3 separate regions of the Sus scrofa genome follow, and regions 1 and 2 are each linked to region 3. A link is a contact called in public HiChIP or PLAC-seq data. All regions are on one chromosome and are shown on one strand. Each heading gives the region's core, a stretch centred on a gene start, on an enhancer-like site or on the middle of the called end of the contact. The rest is flanking DNA. Distances are from core to core; before and after follow the strand shown.

Region 1 (5,069 bases), core at 1,875-4,374, 310 kb before region 3:
GGCAGCATGGAGCTGGGCTAGTGCCTATTTCTGGTCTGGAATGGTGTGCTGGGGGCTTCTCCCCCAATCACAATGGCTGGTGCCCTGTCTACCAGAGAAGTGGGCTGGGAACCTGTAGGAGCAGCCAGCAGAGTCCTGGGCTTCCCATACGGCTTGGTCAAGACCACAAGCCAGACCAGGCTGACCTTTCCCAGGGAACCAGAGCCTCACCTCCCAGTCCAGTGCGGGGTCTGCCCCTCTTGCCCAGCATGGTGCAGGGCCCGTGGGTGGGCTGGCAGCCAGCTCCCTGGGGCTGCCCTGCACTGCTCAGTCCCCACTTGGTGTGAGCCCCAGGGCAGGCAGCTATGCACACGAGAAGGGTGGGTACCCACCTGCCTACCTGGAACTCTGCAGCTAACCTGTCCTCTGCAGCAATGGCCTTCTCCATGCTCTTAGAGTAATGGCCAAACTCTATCCCACAGCTGGTAAGGGCAGGGGCTGGCCTTCCCAATGGCCTCTCCATCCCTTGCCTCTCTTCCTCTTGCTCTCCGGGTTTTAACAGCTTACTTGACCACGTTGCCCCTGCCACAGGGCCTTTGCACATGCCACACCTTTATTGGGATGCCCTTCCCTCCCTCATTATCTGATTAATAGTAACCAGGCCCAATAACTCCCTCATTCAAACCTCACCCCAGCCCCATTCCCACTCTGTAACTAGAGTGCCTAGGTTCAAATCCCAGCTCCAACCCCTAACAGCTGTGTAACCTCTCTGAGTCTCAGTTTCGCCCTTTGGATAAAGAAACTAGTAATAGCATCTGCTTCATAAACTTGGTAGGGATGAAGTGGCTTAACACACACAACGCCTTTAGCACTAGCTGGCACCTGCAAGTACTAACAAGTACTTTGATGGTATTATTTTTTGTTTTCTTTTTTGCTTTTTAGGGCCACGCCTGCGGCATTTGGAGGTTCCCAGGTTAGGGTTGGATAGGAGCTGCAGCTGCCAGCCTATACCACAGCCACAGCAAGGTCAGATCTGAGCCACGTCAGATCCTACGCCACAGCTTGCGGCAACACTGGATCCTTAACCCACTGAGCGAGGCCAGGGATTGAACCTGCATCCTCATGGATACTAGTCAGGTTTATAACCTGCTAAGCCACAGTGGGAACTTCTGATGGTATTACTTAATATTTTGTGTTTCAGATGTCAGCCCAGGGGCCTTTCCCCCAGCTCTGTGAAACCACCTCCCAATGTCACTTGATAGCTGCAAGCAAGCCACTCACCTCCAGCCCACCTCCCTTCTGTGCAGGTGAGGGGCCAAGGTGTGGGCACTTGCCCAGCGTCACACACCCCTGAGGGGCACAGCCAGCTCTCAAACCCAGGAAGAAAGGCTCCAGAGTCTGTGTGCTAAACTGCAGGCCTGCCACATCTGTGCACCTACTGTTACGCCAGGGAAGGCACCAATGTGGCTCGTGCCCCGCTTTGGACATCCTGCAGCGAGGCACCCTAGCTTCGTTTTGGAGGACAAAGGGAGACAGGCCAAGAAAGCGATGGGCCAGGCCAAGGTCACGAGGCTAAGGAGCTGGTTACCACTACAAACAGCGGCAGCGATCGCCGTGTGTCTTAGACCCTCCTAATAAGCACATCTGTTTTCTTTCACCAAAATCCCCCAAAGGTGGTTGTAAGGGATTAAAGAGTGTTCCCCCATCACCACCCAGATTTCACGTCCATCCACCTGTAACCTGCAAATGTGACCTTATTTGGAAAAAGTCTTTATAGATGTGATCAAGTTAAGATGAGGTCATACCGGATTAGGGTGGGTCCTTATAAGAAGAGGAAAATTTGGACAGAGCCACACAGAGGGAAGACAGCCATGTGGAGAAGAAGGCAGAGGTTGGAATGTCTAGGAGCCCAGGAACGCTGACGACTGCCAGCAACACCAGAGGCTGGGGGGGAGGGGGGCAGGCAGGAGCCTCCCCTGGAGACTTCGGAAGGAGCAGAGCCCTGCTGACACCTTGATTTCAGACACATGGACTCCAGAACAGGGAGCATACATTTCTGTTGTTCTTTTTTCTTTTTCTTTCTTTTTTCTTTTGCTTTTTAGGGCAGCACATGCAGCATATGGAAGTTCCCAGGCTAGGGGTCAAATCAGAGCAGCAGCTAGAGCCTGCGCCACAGCCACAGCAACACCAGATCCAAGCCACGACTGTGACCTACACCACAGCTCTCAGCAACGCCAGATCCTTAACCCACTGAGCGACGCCAGGGATCGAACCACATCCTCATGGATATTAGCCGGATTTGTTACCGCTAGGCCGCAATGGGAAACTCCTATTTCTGTTGTTCTTAAGCCAACCAAGTTTGCACTTGGTTACAGCAGCCCCAGGAAACTAATATTGTGGGCGATACTCTAGTTCCCATTGTGCAGATGAGGAAATTGAAGCACAGAGAGGTTGACTGGCTTGCCTGGGGTCACAGAGCTAAAAGGTCCAGAGGCTGAGGTCCAGCTTCTCTCTGGGGATGGGAGACCCTCTGCAGCTCATCCTTTAGGGCATGCTATTGGAAGTCCTTCAGGATGCCTGGGGCAGGCTCAGAGGTCCCAAGGCCCTGGGGATACCCGGCCGCTCCCGTCAGGGGCTCCATGAGAGAGGGACCAGGGCCTGCACATCTCTGGGTACCCCTGTCCTGTACATGGTGAGGCACTGCATCAAGGACAATGAAAACCGAGAGGATGGCTGGATGCCATCCGCCTCGGGCACAGCTGGTTCTTGGGTACTTTCTGAGTTTCCAAGGGCTGGGGGCACTGGAACATTCCTAGCCTTCCCACCCCTGCCCGCTGTGGAGATGGGAGTCTCTGGGAGCTGCCAGCACCTGCCTCCCCGCCCCGACCTCCTCCCGCCGCCTGGAACGCACAGCCATTAGCAGCCACCCTGAGCGGTAATTGTCCAGATTGCTGTAATTCACGGCGGACGAGCACGCTGGCGCTCATCACATTATCACAAATGTCACTGAGCAGGGCCTTGGTGCTCACCATTCCCAGGGGCCTCATGCACTGCCGTCTCCGTGGGCAGGACTCAGGATGAGCTCACTACTGCTGCTGAGGACCCAACCTTGAGACGGTGGGGTGCGCTCCCGTCGCACCGGTGACTCATCCTCCCAGCCCCTGGGTCTGCCCTTCCGAAAGGGAGAGAGAGGGCAGCCTGTGACTCAGCCAGCTCCCGGTTCCCAGGCAACAGGGAAGGAGCTGGTGACGGGGCTGCCATGACGACAGGGGACGCAGCACAGGCTGGCAGTCCCGGGGCAGGCGTGTGGAGCCCCTCACTCCGCTGGTGGGTGGGTCCCTGGGCAATAACACCGCCCATGGCTGAGATCCCAGAGTCTCACATGTGGTTAAAAAAAAACCCAAAAAACATGCAATTCTACACAGATGTTTGCAGCAGCATCATTCACAACAGCTGAGAGGTGGAAACAACCTCAGTGCCCATTAACCACTGGATAAACAGAGTGTGGTACGTTCACATAGTGGAATATGACTTAGTCATAAAAAGGAATGGAGCACTGACACAGGCTACAGCAGGGAGGCACCTGGACAGAATGATGCTGAGAGCAGCCAGACACCCAAGGGCAGACGCATGATCTAATTCACACAAAAGTCCCAAAACGGCAGAACCATAGAGACGGAAAGCAGACTGGTGGGTGCCAGAGGTTGGCAGGGCTTGGGGAAATGAGAGTGACTGCTAATGGGTATGGGGTTTCCGTTCGGGGTGGTGAAAAGCTCTGGGACTAGACAGTGGTGATGGTTGTACAACACTGTGAACGCAATTAATGCCACTGAATTGTACACTTGAAAATGGTTAAAATGGTAGATTTCGTGTTTTGTGTGTTTGGTAATCACCAAAATTAAAGGGAGGAAAAAAACAATCACACAATTTCAATAAAGCCTCTTTTGCATCCCCGGGCGAAATCTGTACCAGAAACCACAAAGTGGACACAGAAAACAGAAGAAAGGACGACAGGGCCCCTTAGGGGGCTAACAGCAGCCCCTGTACCCACAGGCCCCATCAACGCCCCTCTGACCGCTGAGAACAGGCCCTCAGCTGCCAGAAGCAAGCAGCTCCTCCCCTTGTGGAGGATGCTAAGGGTCCAGCAGGGTCCTTCCTCCAGGCCCACCTCGCCCAATGGCTGGGAGCTTGGAGGAAAGAGGTTGGGAGATTCCGAGGGGCAGGGTGTCCAGACAGGGGCCCCGAGGGAAGGGCCAGGTCTCAGGTGGGGGCCCTGATCCAGTCTGCGGCTGCTCCTGCTCAGACGCTCAGGCCCCTCCTGGGGTGGAGGGTGGGGGCAGGGCAGGCAGCCCCTGGTCCAGGGTCTCAGCCTCCAGGCCCCACTGTCCCCATGCACCTGGGTCCTTCATTAAAAAGGCCTTTTGTTCTCTCCGAGTTACAACCTGGAGCTCTGGACACAAAGAAGCTGCACGTCAGCAGTGGGGCCTCAGCAGGACCTTGGGGACAAGAGCCAGGAGGCCACCAGCTCTAGGACTTGGGCCACCCTCAGCCTCTGCTCCTCCCTGTCTTGTCCACGAGACGGCCAGAAGCAAGCCACCTCTCAGGGCTGGGGTCCAGATCAATGAAAGCCATCAGGCCAAATGGGCTCGGATGCCAGCCACTCCATCCCGAGCCTGTCGGTGCTGAGCTGGCCTGACGGCCCCTGCCCTGGGCATAGGCGAGGGAGGGGCGGCTGGAGCATCTCCCAGAGATGGAAGTGGGGGACAAACACAGACACAGCCCCAGTGGTGCCAGGCCCATCCTCAGCACCCCAGTGCCTGTTATCTCTGGTTCCTCTCGGCCAGCTTGCACACCCCTCCCATTTCACAGATGGGGAAACCGAGGCCCAGAGACAGGTCACTGAGTAGGGCGGTCAAGGGCCCAGCCCTTCTGGCTCCAATGAACAACAAATGTGCTAGAGGCATCTACGGAGAATGTGGGGTCATCACCACAGCACAGGGCCACCGGCCACCAGCCACCAGCCACCCCCGGGTAGATGGTGCAGCTGAGGGGGGACAAGGGGATACCGTGAACCCACCAGCAGGCTCTGC
Region 2 (4,890 bases), core at 1,940-4,439, 270 kb before region 3:
CCGCAGTGGGCAGTGCACACAGGCACCATTTCCATCATCCCAAGAAGGTGTGTGGGGTGTGTGGGATGGTGCAGCTCGGGGGTGTCCGTCAGGCCGGGGTGGGGGTGGGGGGCGGCCCCATGGAAAGCAGTCACTTTCTGAATAGTTCCTCACCCCCTGGCCTCAGGTCCAGCCATGCTTCCCAGGCCCAAAAACCAGGTGTGAAGCCTCAAGCTGCTGTCTGCCCAAGACAAGGAAGTCCTTCTCTGGGTCTAACCATAGTGCTTCCTGCTGTCTCTTCTTCCTTAAAGAAAAGACACCCCCGTCCCACGCCCCATCTCCTGGCCCAGAATATAGCTACCTGGCTTCCAAGTCTCCAAGGTGACCCTGACCTGGAGCACCTGGAGCAGACAGGGAGCATCCGGCCGCCCATGAGACCCCCGTCTCCCTGTCTCTAACAGCTGCCATGGACAGATGGCGTGGTCTGGGAGTCTCGCCTGAATGCCTTCTTGATGCTTCAGCATAATCAGAAAACCCGTCTCTGGTCCTCATGCCCAACACCCCCTACCCCACCCCGTTTTTCAGCTTCTGACCAAGGCCACCTGTGACTTTGGTCCTCAACAAACCCAGCAGCGTGATGACCCCAAAGGGCTGTCAGGCCCACATTGAGGAGGAGCAGAACTTGACCCCCAGCTCCTGGGGGCCCCACACGGATGTGTGCTGCTCCAAAAACCGCACTTGGGAGATCAAGTTCAAGTAGCAGACAACAGCCACACGGGTTCGTGGCCGTGTGCTGAGGCCAGCACCCCCGGGGTGGGAATCAGCATGAAAGACACACAGTCCAGCCCACCACCAGAGCAGGGGACCCTCTCCACTCTCTCAGCCTGGCCAGAGAGGCCCCGGTCTGAGAGCAGAGAGCAATACGTCAGACGAGGAAAAGGTGAGAAGATGTCCACCAAAATGGGCCAGAGAAAACAATGCAGTTCCTGGTGAAGACGAGTAAGAAACCCCCAGGGCCACTAAGCAGCTCCACCAGTGGAGGGCAGGTAAGGTGGCCGACAAGACGATCCAGCCCTGCCTGGGCCCTCATGGAGCAAAGGGACACAGCAGGAACGGCCATGAGGGGATGACATCCAGTCACACTGCCCAGCCCCAAGCACCACCTGTAAGGATGAGAGCAGCTCCGGAGGACCTCTCAGGATGAGGAAGTCCCCCTCCATGTCTAACCACAGTGCCACCTGCTGTGGCCTGTGTGCTGATGTGCTCTCTGTCCACTGAAGGCGGAGGGTACTGGGCTCCTCGGGACAGTGCACAGCAGTGGCTTTGGCCCTTCCTGGGGCAGCACTGACCCTGATCAGGGGGGTTCCACACGGGCAGCCCCGCTGGACAGGAGAGAAAGCAGACTGCACAATCAGACACACGCACGTGCACTTACACATACACACATACATACAGACACATCCTCACACATACACATGTGCACATACACACGTACCCCCTTACGCATACACACTCACACTGACACACAAACACACAGGCGCATGGGTGGCCCCACTGGCCAGGGGAGGAAGCAGATCACACACTCACATACACGCATGCACTTATACACATACACACATAAACATGTGTACACGTTCACACATACTCCCTTACACACACATGCACTCACATGCCAAATACACACACTAATATTCTCAGATTCACAATACACACTCATAAACTCACACACGTACATTCTCACACTCACACTTCAGAGGCTGAAATACCACCAAGCAAGTCTGTGGGATGCTGGGAGCAAGAACCTGAGAGGAAAAGGAGCATGGGCCCCTAAGACCACAGTCTGTGTGTGTTGTGACGACAAGTCACCCTCAGCCTCTTGCTCACTCTCAGTGAGTTTTTTTTTTTTGCTTTTTAGGGCTGCACTCGCAGCATATGGAAGCTCCCAGGCCAGGGGTCAAATGGGAGCTACCGCTGCTGGCCTACACCACAGCCATAGCAACGCCAGATCCTTAACCCACTGAGCGAGGCCAGGGATCGAACCCGCAACCTCATGGTTCCTAGTTGGATTCGTTTCCGCTGCGCCATGCCAGGAACTCCTCGGTGGGAATTCCTCACCATCCCCACCATCATCACTCTCCTCATCTTCTTCTTCATCATCGCTGTCATCACCACCATCATCAAAGCATCGTCCCGTTCTTCTTCACCATCACCACCATCATACCACGGCTGACGCTGGCTAAGCACGACCACGTCACATGCCTGGCAGAAAACCGATTCCTTCCAGCGGACTCACTGTCCCAAACCCCAAAAAGCTATGACTACCATCCCCTTTGTACAGGCGGGAGCTCAGAGCTTAGGGCCAACAGCCTGTCGCCTGAGGTCATGCAGTCAGCGACAAGGAGGTCAAGATCCTGATGGTTATTCTCATAAAGTCTAGGGTGTCTACTTTTTCTCCTGCTGCTCATGCTTTTGGTGTCACACCCAAGATCCACTGCCAAATCCAAGGTCCTAAAGATTCACCTGTATGGGTTTTTTTTCTAGGAACTGTATGGCTTTAGCTCTTGCTTTGGGGCCTTTGATTTATTTTGAGTTATTATTTGTTCTAATTCTGGAAGCTGGGGTACAACTCTACTCTGTGTGTGAGGACGAAAAATAAGAAGCTCAGAGGTGTGGGGGATATGAGAGGAGTGAGCAAACCCTTAGCTGTCTCTAAAAAAGAAATTGATAAAAAGGACAGAGGGGACAGGAGAAAGAAAAAAAGCAGATTATGCTGAAAACACGCCAATATCCACTCTAGTGGGTTCGATCGTGACCCTCCCCTCAAAAGATGTCTCCACATCCTAACCCCAAGAATCTATAAATGTGACCTTTTTTGAACAAAAGGTGTTTTCAGTGCAATAAAGTTAAGCGTCTTGAGATGAGGTCATCCTGGATTAGGGTGACCTCTAGATCCAATGACAGACGTCCATGTGAGGGAAGAGAGGGGAGAGGCCAGGTGGTGATGGAGGCAGAGAAGGGAGTCATGAGGCCTTAGCTAAGAACCGCCTGGAGCCGCCAGGAGCTCGAAGAGAGAGGCAGGAAGCCTCTGGAGAGAGCGCAGCCCCGCCCACATCTTGATCATGAACTTCTGGCCTCCAGAATAGTGAGAGAGGATGAGTTTCTGATGTTTGAAGGCACCGAGTTTGTGGTCATTTGTTGCAGCAGTTTCAGGAAATGAATACATCCACCGTCCACGCTGAGCTCAGCCCCTGACTGATCCATCCTGCAAGGCCACCATCAATCACACAGGCTCCCTGTGCCAGGCACTGCACTCACCCTTCCTGCAGCCTCGCCATGACCCCATTTCACAGATGAGGATAATCGAGGCTTGGGGTAAGACAGCTCTCCCAAGATGACACACAGCGGGTATGATGGGTGGGGTTTGAACTTGTTCATCTGTGACTCAGCCTAGTACCCCCACCCCCACCAACACACACACACACACAATCTGGCTTCCAGGAGTAGGGGGCAGGGAGTGAGCTCAGTTTCTCAGGGAAAGACAGGCAGCACTGGCAGAGGTTGAGCACCCCTCTGGGGGAAGAGCCTCAGCTCTGTGGGCAGAGCAGGCGTGCGGGGAGAGCGTGGGCAGCTTACTCAAGGTCCTAGGAACCTCGAAGGAGTGAGCCAAGCAGACTCACGGTGGGGGCAGGGGGCATGCTGAGCTAAGGGGGCCGTCTTGATCAAGCCCCCACCCGGTCCTGGCTGACACGATGCATGGGGCTTCAGGCTTATTATATAAGAACAAGGACAACATCATTCCAGATACCTCCTGTCTCAGCTTCTGCGGTTTCCAAACTCATTTTCACAAGGGCCTCTCTTAAGGTAGGCTCAAGTTGGCCACAAAGCCACCCAGAATTTCTTAGAAGACTCCAGTTCCTCTATCTTTACGTAAGCCCATTCCCCCTCCACCCCCTCGAGGGACCCCCAAGGGGCAGTGGGAGACTTCTTAAGAACTCGCCTACCCAACTCCACCAGCCCACCAGCTGCCAGGACCCTTGTAAAATGTAAATCCCTTGTAAAATGTAAATTGCATGGCCTTCCTCCCACCCCAGAGGAGCCCCAGGCCCAGGCAGAACCTCTGTGGAAAGACTGGAATTTGGGGTGTGATAATGAGAGAAGTTCCTTGCTCCAGGAGAGACAGGGAAGCAGTGGGGTGAAGGTCTGGGTGTCTGCACCTCCTTTCTAACGGTTCAACACAAAAACATTCACACACCCATGCGTACACACACACACACAGAGCTAATATAAAGAAATGTCAACCATGATGGATTCTAGATCATGGCACATATACACATTCATTGTATTCTGCTGTCCAATTTCCTGACTGACTGTCAAATTTTCTGGATAACTAAGAATTCTTCTATTAAAGACTTTGTATTCCTCATTGAGAATACATTTATAAGAATAAATTAAGTGTCCCATTGTATTTAGAATAAAATCTAGGAGTTCCATCCTAGCTGAGAGCAAACGTTTCTAAGTGACCTGGCTCCCAGGATTTTCAAGCACAATCCCTTCACTCCTGCCCTGACTTCAGATGTGCCTGCCATATTCTGTCCCGTGTTACTCCAGGCTGGTTCCTGCCTCAGGGCCTTTGCACATGCACTGCCCTCTCCTTGATATTCAGACCTCCAGATGGTCCTTTCTGGTCACTCCCATCCAGCTGTTCCGACCCCAACCCCAACCCTCTGCACAGCACTTATCACAGCTGAACACAGCTCAGCACTGCACCAGGCCCACAGCAGGGGCTCAGTAAATATTTCTTAATTCGATGAATAAGATGGGATGTCCCGTTTCAGGAACCCTGTCTACCCAGCCAGATGCCTCTGAGCACCATCCAGTCAATCTGGGAGTCTGAGGAAGTTGAGAAAGACA
Region 3 (4,419 bases), core at 1,856-4,355:
GTAATGAACCCAACTAGTATCCATGAGGACGTTGGTTCGATCTCTGACCCTGCTCAGTGGGTTAAGGATCCAGTGTTGCTGTGAGCTGCAGTGTAGGTCACAGACTGGGCTTGGATCTAGTGTTGCTGTGGCTGTGGTGTAGGCTGGCAGCTGCAGCTCTGATGTGACCCCTAGCCTGGGAACTTCCATATGCCGTGAGTGTAGCCTTAAGAAAAAGACCAAAAAAAAAAAAAAAAAAAGAAGAGAAGAACTACAAATGTATATTTTTTTAAATTTTTTATTTTCCTTACAATTCTAGCATGAGATGAAGGAACTGGCCGCCTGGGCTCTGGTGCCTATTCCCCTAGCACGCGCCTCCGGTATTGTCCCCCTGAGATTTGCTGGGAATAGAAAACCGTTATCAGTAATGGTTCCTATCTATTGAGCCCTTGTGCTTACTATTCTAAGCCCGGAACAGAAATTTCTCATTTAATTCTTCCCGACAAGAAGCCTGTGAAATCAGTTCATTCTCCATTTTGCAGATGAGGACATTGGGGCATGTTGAGGTCAAGTGACTTGGTGAATGCTGGGCCCCAAGTAAGGGGCAAATGGCCTTCAGACACAGCGGGAGGGCCCAGTGAGGTTTTGCAGAGAATGGCCAGAAATGAGTATGAGAGATTGTGAAACCTGCCCATGTTATCATCGACTACCAGGCTGTGGGTAAAAACAGCAGTTGTTTTCGCCACGTCCCGGGTGCTCTCTGAAGGGCTTTGTCTCCAGCAAGAGTCCATTAAGGGACAAGGTGCTATTATGATCCCGGCGTTCCAGGTGATGAAACCAAGGCACAGAAAAATGGAGTGCCACACCCAGGTTCCTCGGCTAAGATGCGGCAGAGCTGGACCTCCAGCCTAGAGATCTGGGGCCTTAACCCTGGCACTCCACTGCCTCTCGGGGCCCTACCTCCTTCCTCTCCCATGTCAGCCCATTTTGCAAAGACAGAAACTGAGGTTCTGCCTGGTGATGCTTGTTGCTCAGGACTACACAACTACTTGGAAGCAGAGCTGATAGCTAACCAACCTAGAGCCAGTGTTCTAACCACAGGGCTCCCCCATCACTTCCCCAGAGTGCCCGATACCAGGCCAGAGGTGAATGGGTTTCGCCTTGACTGTGCCACATCCAGCTTGGCTGGATGGGCCCTGAGGGACCGCACCCTTTTCAGGCCTCTTGCCACTCTCTGCTGAGATAATGCTGACCCAAAAGATCATAGGCAGAAGATGGCTCGGTGCTCTCCACATCTGTCGCTTGCTCAGCATTCTTGCTGAACTTAAAAAAAAAAAAATCCTTGAGACTGCCAGAACCAGAGCTGGGGCTTGCTTAGAATGAAAAAGAAGAAAAGAAAAAACTGATAATGTCAGGAATTCTTGCAAGCCAATGCAAATCAAACCAGCTGAATCAAAAAGGGAATTTCTTGGCTCAAGTAACTAAAATTCCAGAAATAGTTTCAGCTTCAGGCATAGCTGGATCCAGGGGCTTAGATACTGTCATCAGGCCTAAATGTCTCTCTCCCTCTATTTCTCTCTCCCTCTCCATGCTGGCTTCATGCACAGATGCCACATGGTAGCAAAATGGCTGCCAGGAATTTTATGCTACATCCCCCAGGTCAGGACCTAACAGGAAAGAGATGCCCCTTCAGCATCCCCACAGCCCCCGCAGCCAAATCACCAGATGAGCCTTAAATGGCCATCGTGAACCAATCACAGAAGCTAGAGGAATGCAATAAGCCAGTCCGTTTAGAACAGAATCATCCTCCCTGGAGTTGGGGATGCACCATCTTTGGGCTGAGAATGGAAGAATGATGCCCAGATGATAAATAGGGCTGCTGCCAGGAGGAGGAGACACAGGCTCTGGGAAGACAGGAACAGGTGTTCATTATGTTGGGAAATGAATCGGACCCTGTGTGCAGGTATCTTCCGTTTGCTGACATCTCTCTCCTCCTTCCTGCCTCAAGCTCTCTGCCTGGAGGCTGATCCACACAACCCACAGCCCACTGCCCTCTGCTTTCTGGATAGACTTGGCCCATAAGGAGCCCCTGCAGGACTCTGGGGGAGAGTGAGGTCAATGGCTCCCCAGGGCTGGTTGTCTCCTTCCATTGAGGGGCGTCATGCCCACTTCTGACAGCCGAAGATGCTACGTCTTTTCTCCTACTGGTTTCTGAAACTCCTCCTTTCCAGCCCCAGGTGACAGCAGCTCCTCCATTTCTAGCCCAGGATTTCCCCCAGGCCTGCCCAAGCCTTTGCAAATAACCCCTTTATGCAAACCTTCTGGAATGACCCTTCTGTGACTGTGCCTACATTTCCTGAAGTCATGCTCCCAGAGAGATGCCAAGAGGAAATCCAGTCTGGGCTGGGACACCTGCTTTTTCCCATGATCTTCCCATACCGGCCTCTCCCCCAGGGCACCCCCTGCCTTCCCCACATCTGAAAAGCCAGTGAGTTGAGTAAGACAAAAAAGTGTTGGAGACCAAAGGGACCAACAATGTCACTGTAACTTAATGCCACTCAACTGTACACTAAAAGAGGGTGGAAAGGGTAAATTTTATGTCTCTTTTACCATAATTTGTTTAAATGCTTAGGGGAAAAAAAGCCATTGCACACAAACCCTCCTCCACCCAGTGGCCCATTTATGACCCCACTCCCACCCCCACCCCCTTACTCGGGATTCTGGCGATCCCTGCTCAGAGGCATTTGAAAGAGGTGGTGTCCTCTGAATTCATGCTGTATTGATTCTTGTTTTGTGGAGAGAACAAGGCACAGGCTGATTTCCTTCCAGTGGATCTGAACTTCAGATGCCCCCAGGGCCTCGGGTACAAAATGATGCAAACCATTTCCACAGCCAACGGGGAGGCGTCCCAGCAGCCCAGCCGTGGCCATCCGGGGGTGGGCAAAGGGAGAAAGGCGTTTGGCAAACACGACGGGGGAGAAGCCATGGGGACAAGGTCTCAGCAGACGCCCAAGTTCCCCTTCCCAGCGCAGGAACTGAGTCATCCTGCCCGCACCCTCCAGCAGCTGCTCTTGGGCCGGGAATGCCCTGGTTCTGAGGACAGATGCCCACGGTCAGCAAACCAAGGATGAACCCTTCCACTAGGGGAGACAGGGACCCAGAACACATGGCAGCCAGGTTCTAGAAGCTGATGATAAAGAGTGAGCCCAGAAACCGGCTTTCATGGAGCTGGCACTCCAAAGCAGCTGTGTCCCCGGGAAACAGAAGCCAGCCACGTGCAGAACTGAAAATTTCCTGTAGCCACATTAAAAAAAAAAAAAAAAGAAGAAGAAGAAAAAGAAGAAGAAAAAAGAATTCCCTGATAGCGCAGAGGGCGAAGGATCCCACAGTATCTCTGTAGCTGCTCTGGTTGCTGCTGTGGTGTGGGTTAGATCCATGGCCTGGGAATTTCTACATGCTGTGGGCACAGCCAAAAAAAGAAAAAGAAAAAGAATGAAAGAAAAGAAAACCAGATGAAATTGTTTGATATTTTATTTAACCTAATTGATCCAAAATATTATTTTTTCAGCATTGAATCCACATGAAAAATTATCAGCGAGATATTTAGGTTCCTTTTTTTTCAGATGAACGCTTTGAAATCCACTGTACTCTACGCTGACAGCTCATCCTCATGTGGGGGTCAGTTCCCATCAGAAACACTTGATCAGCATTTTGGTTTCACAAAATCAACAAGTTAGAAAAGGTAGATGAACCTACCCAGGAGGTTCCGCAGAGACTTCAAAGTCTTCCAAGCACTATCCAAAAATCCTTTCACTTTAATATTTGCATCCACGTCTGTTGCAACCAGCTGGGTTTTTTCATTTTACATTTAAATTGATTAAAATAAAAGGAAATTTAAATTTCCATTCTGTAGTCTCACCGGCCACATTTCAGGTGCTCCAATGGCCATATGTAGCTATTGTTTGGGGCAAGGCAGCAGAGAGCCCATTAAAATGTATATAAAAGGAATCATTTCTTTTTCTTTTTTTTTTTTTTAAAGGAATCATTTCATCTAAACGGAATCACACAGTAGGTCCTCCTTTTGTGTCTAACTTTGTGCAGCAGCTTGGTGCGGGATCTCAGTTCTCAGACCAGGGATGGAACCTGGGCAGCAGCAGTAAAAATACCGAATCCTAACCCAAGACCACCTAAGGAATTCCCCTAACTTCTTTCATTTAGCATAATTGTTCTGAGAGTCATCCACGTTGTCATTTGCATGTACATAACCAAGGGAGGCTGGGGCTAACAAGAAATCAAGCAAAAGACAAGACTGAAGAGAAGTCTGGAGTCCTTGGAGACAGAGAAGAAATCTGGGCAGGCCTCTCTGTGGAGGTGACATTTGGGCAAAGACTTGAAGGCAGCAGGGGGTTTGAGCCATGTTTGGATCTAGGGGAGCAGGAA

What was found. HiChIP or PLAC-seq counts read pairs in DNA pulled down with a chosen protein or histone mark.
Region 1: a contact with region 3 is called in an H3K27ac HiChIP or PLAC-seq map of alveolar macrophages. The contact joins two enhancer-like sites. A contact is called at or near these places in 2 of 2 datasets of contacts at active chromatin or transcription factors (alveolar macrophages and skeletal muscle).
Region 2: an H3K27ac HiChIP or PLAC-seq map of alveolar macrophages shows a contact between it and region 3. The contact joins two enhancer-like sites. A contact is called at or near these places in 2 of 2 datasets of contacts at active chromatin or transcription factors (alveolar macrophages and skeletal muscle).

The regions. Positions count from the first base shown.
Region 1 is chr14:28,750,341-28,755,409 of Sscrofa11.1, reverse strand. The region is part of intron 18 of NCOR2 (nuclear receptor corepressor 2); the gene reads right to left. Among named protein-coding and RNA genes, the nearest start is that of RFLNA, 88 kb to the left of the region's middle. Within about 2 kb of position 3,124, at least 18 of the 83 cell types and tissues checked have an H3K27ac peak or open chromatin away from gene starts, as enhancers often do. A contact at or near this core is called in alveolar macrophages, where this site is marked.
Region 2 is chr14:28,713,105-28,717,994 of Sscrofa11.1, reverse strand. The region is part of intron 10 of NCOR2 (nuclear receptor corepressor 2); the gene reads right to left. Among named protein-coding and RNA genes, the nearest start is that of NCOR2, 73 kb to the right of the region's middle. Within about 2 kb of position 3,189, at least 2 of the 83 cell types and tissues checked have an H3K27ac peak or open chromatin away from gene starts, as enhancers often do. A contact at or near this core is called in alveolar macrophages, where this site is marked.
Region 3 is chr14:28,445,362-28,449,780 of Sscrofa11.1, reverse strand. No RefSeq gene overlaps it. Among named protein-coding and RNA genes, the nearest start is that of SCARB1, 150 kb to the right of the region's middle. Within about 2 kb of position 3,105, at least 8 of the 83 cell types and tissues checked have an H3K27ac peak or open chromatin away from gene starts, as enhancers often do. A contact at or near this core is called in alveolar macrophages, where this site is marked.